Regions from separate parts of the Danio rerio genome. Here region 2 is linked to region 1. A link is a contact called in public Micro-C data. All regions are on one chromosome and are shown on one strand. The core of a region is the stretch at or near the end of the contact, and the rest is flanking DNA. Distances in the headings are between cores, read along the strand shown. Region 1 overlaps copb1 (COPI coat complex subunit beta 1). Region 2 overlaps rras2 (RAS related 2).

What was found. Hi-C and Micro-C count contacts between places; a contact is called where the count stands out from the background.
Region 2: a contact with region 1 is called in a Micro-C map of caudal fin, with 13 times the contacts expected there. The contact joins two enhancer-like sites. A contact is called at or near these places in 5 of 18 Hi-C or Micro-C datasets (caudal fin, embryo, hematopoietic stem cells and 1 more) and 1 of 4 datasets of contacts at active chromatin or transcription factors (caudal fin).

What each region holds. Positions count from the first base shown.
Region 1 is chr7:27,838,790-27,844,509 of GRCz12tu, reverse strand. copb1 (COPI coat complex subunit beta 1) reads right to left here. Exons shown (of 22, transcript NM_001002013.1): 14 at 3,597-3,717; 15 at 3,283-3,510; 16 at 2,947-3,126; 17 at 650-794; 18 at 444-563; 19 at 58-203. Among named protein-coding and RNA genes, the nearest start is that of copb1, 15 kb to the right of the region's middle. Within about 2 kb of position 3,074, at least 1 of the 62 cell types and tissues checked has an H3K27ac peak or open chromatin away from gene starts, as enhancers often do. A contact at or near this core is called in caudal fin, where this site is marked.
Region 2 is chr7:27,902,997-27,908,702 of GRCz12tu, reverse strand. rras2 (RAS related 2) reads right to left here. Exons shown (of 6, transcript NM_001017815.1): 3 at 4,972-5,074; 4 at 2,699-2,807; 5 at 1,713-1,831; 6 at 1-705. The coding sequence ends at 618. Among named protein-coding and RNA genes, the nearest start is that of tub, 16 kb to the left of the region's middle. Within about 2 kb of position 2,307, at least 4 of the 62 cell types and tissues checked have an H3K27ac peak or open chromatin away from gene starts, as enhancers often do. A contact at or near this core is called in caudal fin, where this site is marked.

The sequences.
Region 1 (5,720 bases), core at 1,825-4,324:
GAATAGAGATTAACGTAGCCATTATCTGCTAAGAATCCACCGGTCCTCCAGACTTGCCTTATTTTCCCACTCAAACTCAGCCCACATCTGTCTGAACTCTGCGTCCGTGCAGGAGGCCGGTTGAATGTAGTCCATGATGTCGATGTGAATGTCGCTCAGGACTACGCAGTTTCTGTCACTGGCTGCTCCCGATACATCATAAACTGCAAAACATGTGCTTCTGATTAGTGAAGAAAAATTGAAGAATGAAAATACAAATAGCCCAGAGATAATACCAATGAGACCAAAAATGCTATCCAAGTTAAAGGTTTTAGAATTCCAACATTATTCATAATATCTTCTTTTGTATTTAACATATAAATGAAGACTTGATTTGGAATGCGAGCAAATAATTTTTCAGTGGTGGGTGAACTGTCTGTTTAAATAGAATGGAGTCCACAAACCTATGTTTCCGAATATGATGCCGTTCTCTGTGGAAGCCACTTTCACGTTGGCTTTAATGTTGGCAAAGTCGTGAGGAGCCAATGTAAGAGGAGATGGCTTCTCAACTAATTTAAGGTCACCTGTGGATTAAAAAAAAAAAGTTCAGTAAAACATGAACCAAAAACACAATTACTTCTTAGAAACTATTCTCAGTAACATCTCATACCAAGTGTTGCCAGCTCCAAGGTGCAGTTCTGTAGGGTGTCGCTAGTCTGATTAACAACCAAGACGTCCAAAACTATGTCATACTGATTGACATGGACATAAGCTTCTGCATACACTGGATCTGAGAAACCAGTCAACTGGGTGACCTGGAGGAATATAAAAAGACAGTTCAACCCAAGATAATGGTTTCCAATGCTAATTAGATGGGTTAATAACAACAAGATTCTTTAAAAGCACTTTTGATAATAATATTGTGCAGCCATCAGAGGTCATAGAGCATCCTCTTAAAGAAATTGGTTAAAATTGGGATGGATAAATTCACCAGCCACAACTGCCCACATGTTTTGGTTCTGCCCAAATCTAGGGAGGTTTTGGAAAGTTATTTTTCAATCGTTTAGTTTATGTATGGTTTTCCAAATGCACTTGAACCCCTTTTGCTTAAGGAAGAAATATGTTGAGCAATATTTTTTACTACACTATTGGCAAAGAGTTGAATTCTTCTCTTTTGGAAAAAAACTGAGCCCCCAACACACAGTTGATGGATCAAAGATGTGATGTGTTTTATTCAGCTTGAAAATTTTTTAATTTACTCTAACATTTTTGAAACATGGCATCCCCATGGTTATCTTACATATGTTGATAATTTACAATTCTTAGAGTAGTGGGATTTTGCACTTTCCTTTTTTTACATTTATTTATTTGTCACTATTATATGTATTTATTTATTTGTATTGGAGTTGTAAATGCACTTTATACATACACTGCTGTGCTTATGTGTGGCCCTTGAGGACTGTAATGTTTGCAGGCTTTTAGCTATGTGTCTTTTTTGTTAAAGCCACAAAAGAGATATTAGTGTTGGGGATGTTTGTTTGTACATTTGTCTTTTGTTGTTGTTGACTGCTTGTTTTTTTTTCTGTGCAAATTTGTAAAAAAAAAAAAAAAAAACTTCCTATAAATAAAGTATATAAAAAGCCGTGTGTGTGTCCCATATTTACTTGTGACCCAGCTGACCAAGTTGCATATTACTACAGGGTGTCAAAATGGCTTGTAATAATTTAGGAGAAAAAAAAAACATAACATTTACATTTCTTAATTCCTTCCCTGTACAAAGAGATGATTTACCATAGGTAACCTATTAGCCAATAAGCAGAGAGGGACTTCAAACGTCACTGGGAAGCCTTTAAGTCAATAAACAGTCATGGTAATCTAACTGATTAGCACAAACTATTTGTTCATATGGATATATTTTACTGAGTTCCTGTACACAAGTGGGACATTCTTAGACTGTTGCCAGAAGTGATGCTGTAAAGGGACAGTTCACCCAAACATTTACTTGCTATATACTAGGGCTGTGCAATTAATCGAAAATTTAGTTTCGATTTCGACTTCAAACGATTATAAAAAAAAACATTAATTAAGATAAAAGGATTATTGCATCATATACCTCCCCCTCTCCAGTTGGACACATTTGTATTGTAATTAGAGTTACTAGCCTTCCTGAATTATTAGCAACCCTTTTTCCCTCAAATTCTGTTTAACGGAGAGAAGATTGTTTCAACCCATTTGTAAACATAAGTTTAATAAGTCATTTATCTAATAACTGATTTCTTTTATCTTTGCTATGCGGTGTCTTTGCAGTACATAATATTTAACTAGATATTTTTTTAAATACAAGCATTCAGCTTTAGGTGCAATTCAAAGGCTTAATTAGGATTATTAGGTAAGGCATTGTATAACAGTAGCTTATTCTGCATACAATCAAAAAATATTGTGCTTAAGGGGGCTAATAATATTGACCTTAAAATAGGTTTCAAAGTATTTAAACATGCTTTTGTTCTAGAAAAAAAATAAAACAAATAAGAATTTCTCCAGAAGAAAAATATTATAGCAATTACTGCAAAAAATGCCTTGCTCTGTTTAACATAATTTGGGAAATATATAAAAAATAATAATAATAATAATAAAATAATAATAATATTCACGGGAGGGAGAATAATTTTGACTTCATCTGTATATCATTTTGAATAATCATGATTACAATTATGACCAACAAAATCGTGATTATGATTTTTTCCCCATAATTGAACAGGTTCCAGGTTGCTTCAAAATATCTTGTGTTCAACAGAAGAAAGTCGAACAGCTTTGAGTGAACTATCCCTTTAAGCGTTAAAATTTCCATCAGTTGAACAAACATGCCCTCTGGTGGTGAACAGACAAACTTTTCAACTATGTTTAGGCTCCAGCTAGTTAGTCACCATTACAAAAACAAGATTCAAACTGACAAAATCTGCTAAACACCTTATTAAGTTTGGAGGCCAGTGGATCTGTGGCTTCTTTCCTCTGAGTATTGCCCATAGCGGCCAGCAGACTGAGCTGGAACTGGTCCTCTTTGGACGCCATCTCATTCTTAGCAGTTAACTGCATAAAGGAGATTGGATCGTCGGCCTGAACAGTCACATTACGCTTCTCAGACTCTTTCTGATAAAACAAGAACAGCAGAATTTATTAAAATGGCCACAAATAAAACCAGCAACAATCTAGTCATAGCATAACAAAAGAATCACCTTTACATGGATGTAGCAGTAACATGAGCACATTATTTAGTAGGTAATCAACAAGCATTAACATGTTTACCTTCTGAGACAGTTTCTCCTCTTCCAGTCGAACAGCGAGCATATGGGACAGGGATCTGCGGCACTCTTTGTTGAAGATGTCATTCATAAGAGGCGAGCACTCGGACAGGACCTTGAGACACAGTGAGATCCGGTCCACATCATCATCAGTGATGGGCTTCTTGGGTAGAGATGACTTGCCCAGATGGAGCACAGTGGCCATGATCAGCATGGCCTCTGCTACGAACGACTAAGAGTAGGAAAACATCCATTAGACTTGATTAATATGCTGACCCAGAGTTCATCAGAGAAGCAGTGATAAACATGCAAACTTACATTTTGTCTTCTTTTGTCTTCTGCGAGGGCAACATAGCGCAGGGCCACTTTGGTGAGGGTGGTGGCCAGTGAGGCAGCAACATAAAAGTCTCCATCCATCAGGAAACCCCTCAGAGGAGGCCTGCGGAATAGACATGTATGATAAAGATGAAATTATCTGTGGTAAATCAGTACAGTAGAGATGATTCTGTTGAACACAACAAAAAATATTTCGAAGAAAGCTGAAAACCTGTAACCTACCTTTGACTGTATAGTATTTGTTTTACCTCCCATGAAAGTCAATGGATACAGGTTTTCAGCTTTATTCGAAATATCTTATGGTGCTTTCACATCTGTAGTTTGCTTCATTTTATCCGGACCAAGGGCAATAAATGATACATTATAGCATTTTCTGCTGTCTTTGGGTCCTTTTTACACCACATTGATTGCTTTGGTCTGAACCAGTTGAAAAGAACCAAAATGCAGTCATCTGACAAAATCCACATTACTCATTGGCCAGATTTTATTGAGCATATTTCTTAAACTGCTTTTTGATTGGTCAGAATTCATGCGCAGGAAAATGCCAATGGAACTCCAGCAAGTAAACAAACTGGCAGACACAAAATGACTATGGAGCTACGACTGCGGTGATTGATTGTATACATTACTTTAGACAAACTATAGTTACATTTCGAGAATAAAGCGTGGCTGCAGCCGGAAAACAATGTTTTAAAGCATTACAAACGAAAAAGGCACATAGTAAGTCACTTCAGAAGGAGGCGTAAATTTATTTTGCTAAACTGCGAGATGGTCATCTTCCGGAAATAATACCAGCAATCCATCAGGTAATATTTTTCCCTCTCTCTCTCTCTGTTGGTAAAGCGCTGTCAACAATTATTTTTCCTTCACATTTCATAATGCACAGCGCATCGGTCTACGGCAGCTGGATTAGTCCAAAAAGGTGCAGTACTTTTTGCGGTAGGGTTTTAGTTTGGTCCGCTTTTGATACGCACTTGAGTGTGATTGCTAGATTCACACCTGCCTAAACGTACCGCACCAAAAGGGGAAAACGAAATCTAGTGTGAATCAACCAAACTAAATAAGGCAGGTGTGAAAGCACCCTTAGTGTTCGACAGGAAAACAGTCAAGTGAAGGGTGAATAACACGTATCTTGGGTAAACTATACATTTAAAGTGAGCATACACATTTTTCTGTTGTTCAAACTCGTACACTATTACCCCCTATCAGGAACCACATTATGCTCATATGGTCATGTTTCATACCGTGCATGTGAAAAGAACTTATGAGCCAAGGGGTTTATGAGCTCTCAATCATTATTAAACATGACAAAAAATGTTTGGAAGCTGTCAGATTGAATTTGTGAGGTCTTTGCGGTTGAACAAGCCAATCATGCATGACAGTTGTCAGAGAAAGACAGAGATTTACTTTGTAATCCACAAACACATGGTGACGCGGAGTGTTGGTTTCCCCAGTGCAAAAAAAGGAACCTTAATGTTGTGTACAATTACAGAGCAAGAGGCTCTGTAAGCAATGATTTTAGTGCAGCATTTTATTCGGTTGCTGCAGAATTTGCAGGGTCATAAAATGTGCATATTTTCATAAACTCTCTCAAGACGTGTGCATGGACATAAGGTCCTCTGACCATCACAATCCACAATGCGTATGCCCAGCTTCACAAATAAAAGAAGCACTTCGAATTAGGGCTGCACGATATATCGTTTCAGCATCGAAATCGCGATGTGCGCATCCGCGATAGTCACATCGCAGGAGGGTGCGATGCAAAAAAAAAAAAATAAAAAATTATATATATATTATGGGTGGAGCCGAACCGGAATACGGTATTCGGAAAAGCAGGAATAGCGTGTTTTTACGAATACTTATTTCAAACAATACTTGATAAATTATTTGTATTTGGGAACAAGAAAAACATTATATCAAAAAGCTGCGTTTCCTCATGAGACCGCACTGCATGCCCGCGTGAGTGAGTGAGTGAGTTAGTGAGTGAGACGTTCAGGAGTCGGTGGGCGGGGTGGGGCCGGGGTAAGGAGACTGAGCAGGCTGCTTCTCTATACAGCAACAGAGAAGGCTTGGCAGAGCGAAAAATACTTTTCTGCATTACTATTT
Region 2 (5,706 bases), core at 1,058-3,557, 65 kb before region 1:
GCTGGTCAAACTCGCGCGCACACAATATAAAGGTGGTCTCAACTCACACAAATTTTCACTTATGTACAATCGCTGCTTAACATATGCAAGTAAAAACAGATATGGCACGACACACACACACACAAACAAAGCTTTAGAACGTCATCTCTAAAAGACCGATGACTAAAAGTAGTCATTCGCAATCCCAACGGTGTTTCGTTTAATCCTTTAAATCGTAGCAAGAGTACAAATGTCACAAGGCAAGAGGAAACAAAAATCCTTCGAAATACAAAAAAAAAAAGAAATTGTGTGTGTGCGCGTGTGTGTTTTTGTAATAAGCGATGTTTAGTGTTGGGGCACAATTACCATATTCTAGGTCACGCTGATGTCAGTACTCTAGTTGAAGGTAGAATGGTGAGTTCTGTCAAGATTTTGTCAGTTTGGTTCTTCTAGTAGTGAAGTCCTGGAGGCACAAAGGCCCCCTGATAAGGCTATGAGAGCGACTGCTGATTTGAAGACATGCACATGTAGAAAGGCAGCGAACTGATCCGCACAGGACGTGATGTCAGAAGGCAGGGTGTGTGTGGGGGGAGGGGCCGGTGACAGCAGCTGGGTGATTGGCGGCACTTGGCGGCCAATCAGAAGATCACGCAGTGGCAGCCACTCTTGTCCTTTTCTTTGCGCGTGGGCTCTGGTGAAGGTGGACACTCCTGCTCCTGGAACTTCCTATAAAAAAAAAGAGAGAGAAAGACTGTATAAAGTCTGTATAAACACTCTCTTCATTCTCAAATTTAATGAAGATCTGATGCTCTTACAGTAGGAGACATCTGGCTGACAAATTAATTTCCTTCAAGTTATTCATTCATTCCTTTAAATCATATTCCCTATATTTATCAGGGGTCGCCACAGCGGAATGAACCCCCAACTATTCGGGCACATGGTTTACACAACCCTGTACTGGGAAACACCCACATACTCTTGCGTTCACACACTACGGCCAATTGTGTTTACCTAATTCACCTATACCCTATGTCTTTGGACTGTGGGGGAAACCAGAGCACCTGGCGGCATATGAACCCAGGGAGAACATGCAAACTCCACACAGAATTGCTAACTGGCCCAGATGGAACTTGAACCAGCAACCCTCTTGATGTGAGGAGACAGTGCTAACTAATGAGCCACCATGCCACAACCCAATTTATTAAAATATTATCCTGTTGACATATAACAATCCAGGGGAAAAAGTCTTGAAATGTGTAAGATATGTAGGCCGGTGTATAATATCGGCTACTGGGAACTGATTGGTTCGTTGGAAGATGGACGTTGCTAACAAATGAAAAAACTGATGACAGAACTAAAGCAAGGCAGAAATGAGTTGCACTGATAGCCCCGCCCTACACGATTAATAGCCCAGTTCACATATATTAATCCTTTAAACTTTATCAAATGCACAGATTTTCAAAGCTAGCAAGCACACTATTCCATTTTAGTTACTGCTGTTTGTGTGCTGCCACCATCTGTTGAAAACAGCACTTTTTTACACAAAGACACAAATACACACACACACACACAGGTTTGCTATCCTGGTGGGGAAGTCCCCAGAAAATGTGTGCATTCAGGTTTAAATCCCCACCAGGATAATACAACATTTACACACACACACACACACACACACACACACACACACACACACACACACACACACACACACACTCTCTCTCTCTCACATTTACCTTATGACTCGGACCAGTTCGTGGAAAGCCTGGTCTACATTCATCCGGATTTTAGCTGAGGCCTCCATGTATGTGACTTTGAGTTGTCGAGCGAGCTGCTGTCCTTCCTCTTGGGTCACCTGAACAAAATAGTCATCCTCCATTAAAATGCAGCACTTTTTTTTTTTTACATTTAACTTTCTGATTGGCTAAACAATTATATTGAATGTCAAATATACCATGAAGTAAAAAAATAAGCATACGTTTATCAATTTTCTTTAACTCTGTAATCAATAATCCCCCTTGCATTTTTCCCAAACTTGATTGAGTTTGTTTCTTGGTGAGGACAAAAGAAGATATTTTGAGGAATGTTTTGAAGCCATTGACCTCCATAGTATTTATTTTTCCTACAACTGGTAACAGGTTTTAAGCTTGCTTTAAAATAGCTTCTTCTGTTAAGAAAAAAAAACTTAAAACTCAAAAGTTTGGAACTACTTGATGGAGAGTAAACAAATTTTAAAAACTGTCCCTTAATTTTTGTTAACTGTCCCTTTAAATCAGTAAACTGGGACAGGCTGATGTTCTCCGTTCTATCACTAGGTGGCAGTGTAACACAATCTGAGTGTCCTTTAATGGCACAATGCACCCAGTAACCCCATATATTTTATTACAAGCTCTCTCCCTCACAGACACACTGATATTTTTCACTCTTTCAGCACTCTTCATTGATTTTTCAGGACTGAATTTCATCCACACTTAATTGCATCTTAACAGCAACATTGTGTACTGTAAGAACGTGTATACAGTACTGTAATGTGTCATTTTACAGTACTGTAATGTGTCATTTTACAGCAAAAACTGTAGAGACTAAAAGTCTACAACAGATACAATAAAGTACCAAGTCATGCTATGATTTCAGTGCAGATAAAGAGTGTTGAGATCGACATATTGTTTCTGATTCAGTGTAGTTCTCTGAAATGACACTATACGTGATTCAAGTCACTCACTTGTCTCTGTTGCTCAAGATCAGCTTTGTTACCAACTAGAATCATGGGAAATTCATCTCGGTCCTTCACTCTCAAGATCTGCCGTTGAAACTTGTAGATCTCTTCAAAACTGAGGAAAACAAGGTGATACACAGCCATTAAAAACTGCTTGAAAATGGCTGTAATTGCTCTAACTAATTATTAGACTAATTGTAATTGCTCTAACTAATTAAAAAAATACTGTATATATAGTTGAAGTCAGAATAATTAGCCCCCCTGTACATTTTTTCCCCAATTTCTGTTTAACAGAGAAAATATTTTTTTCAACACATTGCTAAACAAAATAGTTATACTAAACAAAATAACTCATCTCTAATAACTGAATTAATTAATATTTGCCATCATGAAAGTAAATAATATTTTACTAGATATTTTTCAAGACACTTTTATACAGCTTAGTGACATTCTTATCTAGGTTAATTAGGTTAGGTAGGCATGGTTAGGGTAATTAGGCAAGTTATTGTATAATGATGGTTTGTTCTGTAGACTATCAAAAAGAAATATAACTTAAAGGGGCGAATTATATTGACCTTAAAATGTTTTTTTTATTATTAAAAACTGCTTTTATTCTAGCCAAAATAAAACAAATAGGACTTTCTCCAGAAGAAAAAAATATTATCAGACATACTGTGAAAATTTCCTTGCTCTGTTAAACATCATTTGATATCAATATATTCTGCAATGAAAACACACACACAAAGCGGAGCTCTTTTTCTAAACTAACCCTAAAGCAAGAAAAGTCTAGCAAGGACTGCAAAATTGGCTATATGGAAAACAAGGGACAATAAAGGCCTAGGGTTGACAGAACCTGATCCTTAAGTATTGTTTTTGTGTTTGATTGCAGCAAGAATAAGAATAGAACTGGTCTCTAAATATAATGTTGATGTATTGAGTAAGGAATAAAGTAAATTCAGGCAGTTTTGTTCCCGCAGAATAAATCCAGACAGGCTTATCATTCAGGCTTTATAATGGTAAATAAACGGGCTCAATGATGGACTGACAAAAAAAAAAAAAAAAACATGGCATATTTCTGTGGCTGCAGATTTCACATGGGCCTAGTTATTAGTTTCAGCAGAAATATCTCAGAATAACATAATTTAGAATGTCAGAACTGACGAATGTAATCATTTTTAATGGCATTTGAGTGTATTTTGGATATGCTTAAATCAGGAATGTATTTTAACAAAAAAAGAAACTAAAATGATTTTAAACCACCTCTTAATTCAATGTATTTTATTTTTTTATAAAAAGAAATTAATATTTACTTTTGTATTTTTTATTAAATTTATTTAGTTTTTGCATTTTATTTTAAAATGTTTTTATGTTTTTTTATTCAATTAAATTAAATTAATTTTCAATAATTAATCATTTTTTTATTAAAATCACATTTTTAATATTGTATGTACTTAATTTTTTTATTTTATTTATTTTATTTTTAAACATTTTAAAATATATAATTTTTTAAAATGTTTTATTATTAAACTGAATTCATTTTAATTTAATTAATTTTTATTAAATTCAATTTAATAGAGCTTTATTGGCAAGACTTGTGTTTGTGTCTCACTCTCTTTCTGTTCTGGCCCACAGAGCAGCATCACAGTACACAGGATGACACAAGGTCACCCAGTTCTCATGCCGTTACTATAAACTTTCCAGTAATGCTGTCAGATGACTGAAAGCCATCATAGAGAAAGAGAGAGAGAGAGAGAGAGAGAGAGAGAGAGAGAGAGACAGAGTGTGTGTGTGTGTGTGTGTGTAAACTGGGAAGAAAAGGACACTGATATGAGCTCTCTGTTGATTCTAACAGTTCGAGCCGTTTAAATGTCATTCAGGAGGAAATGCTTGTCATGGACTCTGGAGAGTGTGCTCTGAGAGGTCTGTGCCATCCGTAATGTAAACGGAGGAAGGAAAGTCTGTTTACAGCATAAACACAAACTGGGACAGACCGAGAGGGCACAAACACTCCCACAACGACCAAATACACACTGCTCTGCAATGTGCGTGAGATCTATTTACTGTAACTGCAGACAAAACCCTGAGGTGTAATTAAGCATCATCTCTAATTTTACAGCTACAGACGGCGATGTGACTGAGTAAAGGGAGGTGGTTTGATGTGAATTAAAAACGGCAAGCCTGAAACTGAATGAAAGTGAAACTGAGACAGGCCGTGTGGAGGGAAAGGGGAAGAAGGAGAGAAAGTTGAGAGAGAAAGCGTGAGTGGAACGTTTGCTCACCTTCCCCGGTCGGTGACAGAGAAGACCAGAAGGAAACCCTCCCCTGTCCTCATGTATTGTTCTCTCATGGCTCCGAACTCTTCCTGTCCTGCTGTATCCAGGACTAACAAACACAAAACCACCATGTTAGCATTTAGTCACATTAGCACTGTAGCTTTGATCATCAATAATAGCTCCATAGCTGTGCTCTGTCTTGTATTTTTGGCAGTTTTGAACTGACTAGAGTATTTACTGACATGTAAGAATCTTAAATAGAGAGTAAATAATAATCGTATGAAGAGACCAAAGTTTGCTTCCTTTTTTAACCGCTGTCTTAAATGATGCCTGCAATACTGTGAGTTAGTGGCCTATTCTGTTATCAAAGACTTGTTCACATTAAAGTCAGCATGAATTACAAATTCATATTATTTTGTACTGTGCTGTTTTAAGAAATAATGTCAAAATGCTTTTTTTATGGTGGCCGAGAGAGTTTATTGATCTGCAATTTAGGAAAGTGTATGCAATTACAAAAAACACCAGCAAAATAAGAAACTGTTTGCTCTAGTAGAGAAAAATAAGTGTTTTATTTCTGAATATTTTAAAATTAATTTGAAAAAATGTTTAAGGTAATATCTTTTCAGTTCCTTTTTTAAATAACTCTCAATGCATTTTAACAGTAAGAAGCTATGATACAGATTATTGAGCTGACACTTGACTACAAAAATAAATTGCAAATCAAATCGAAAAAAAAAAAAA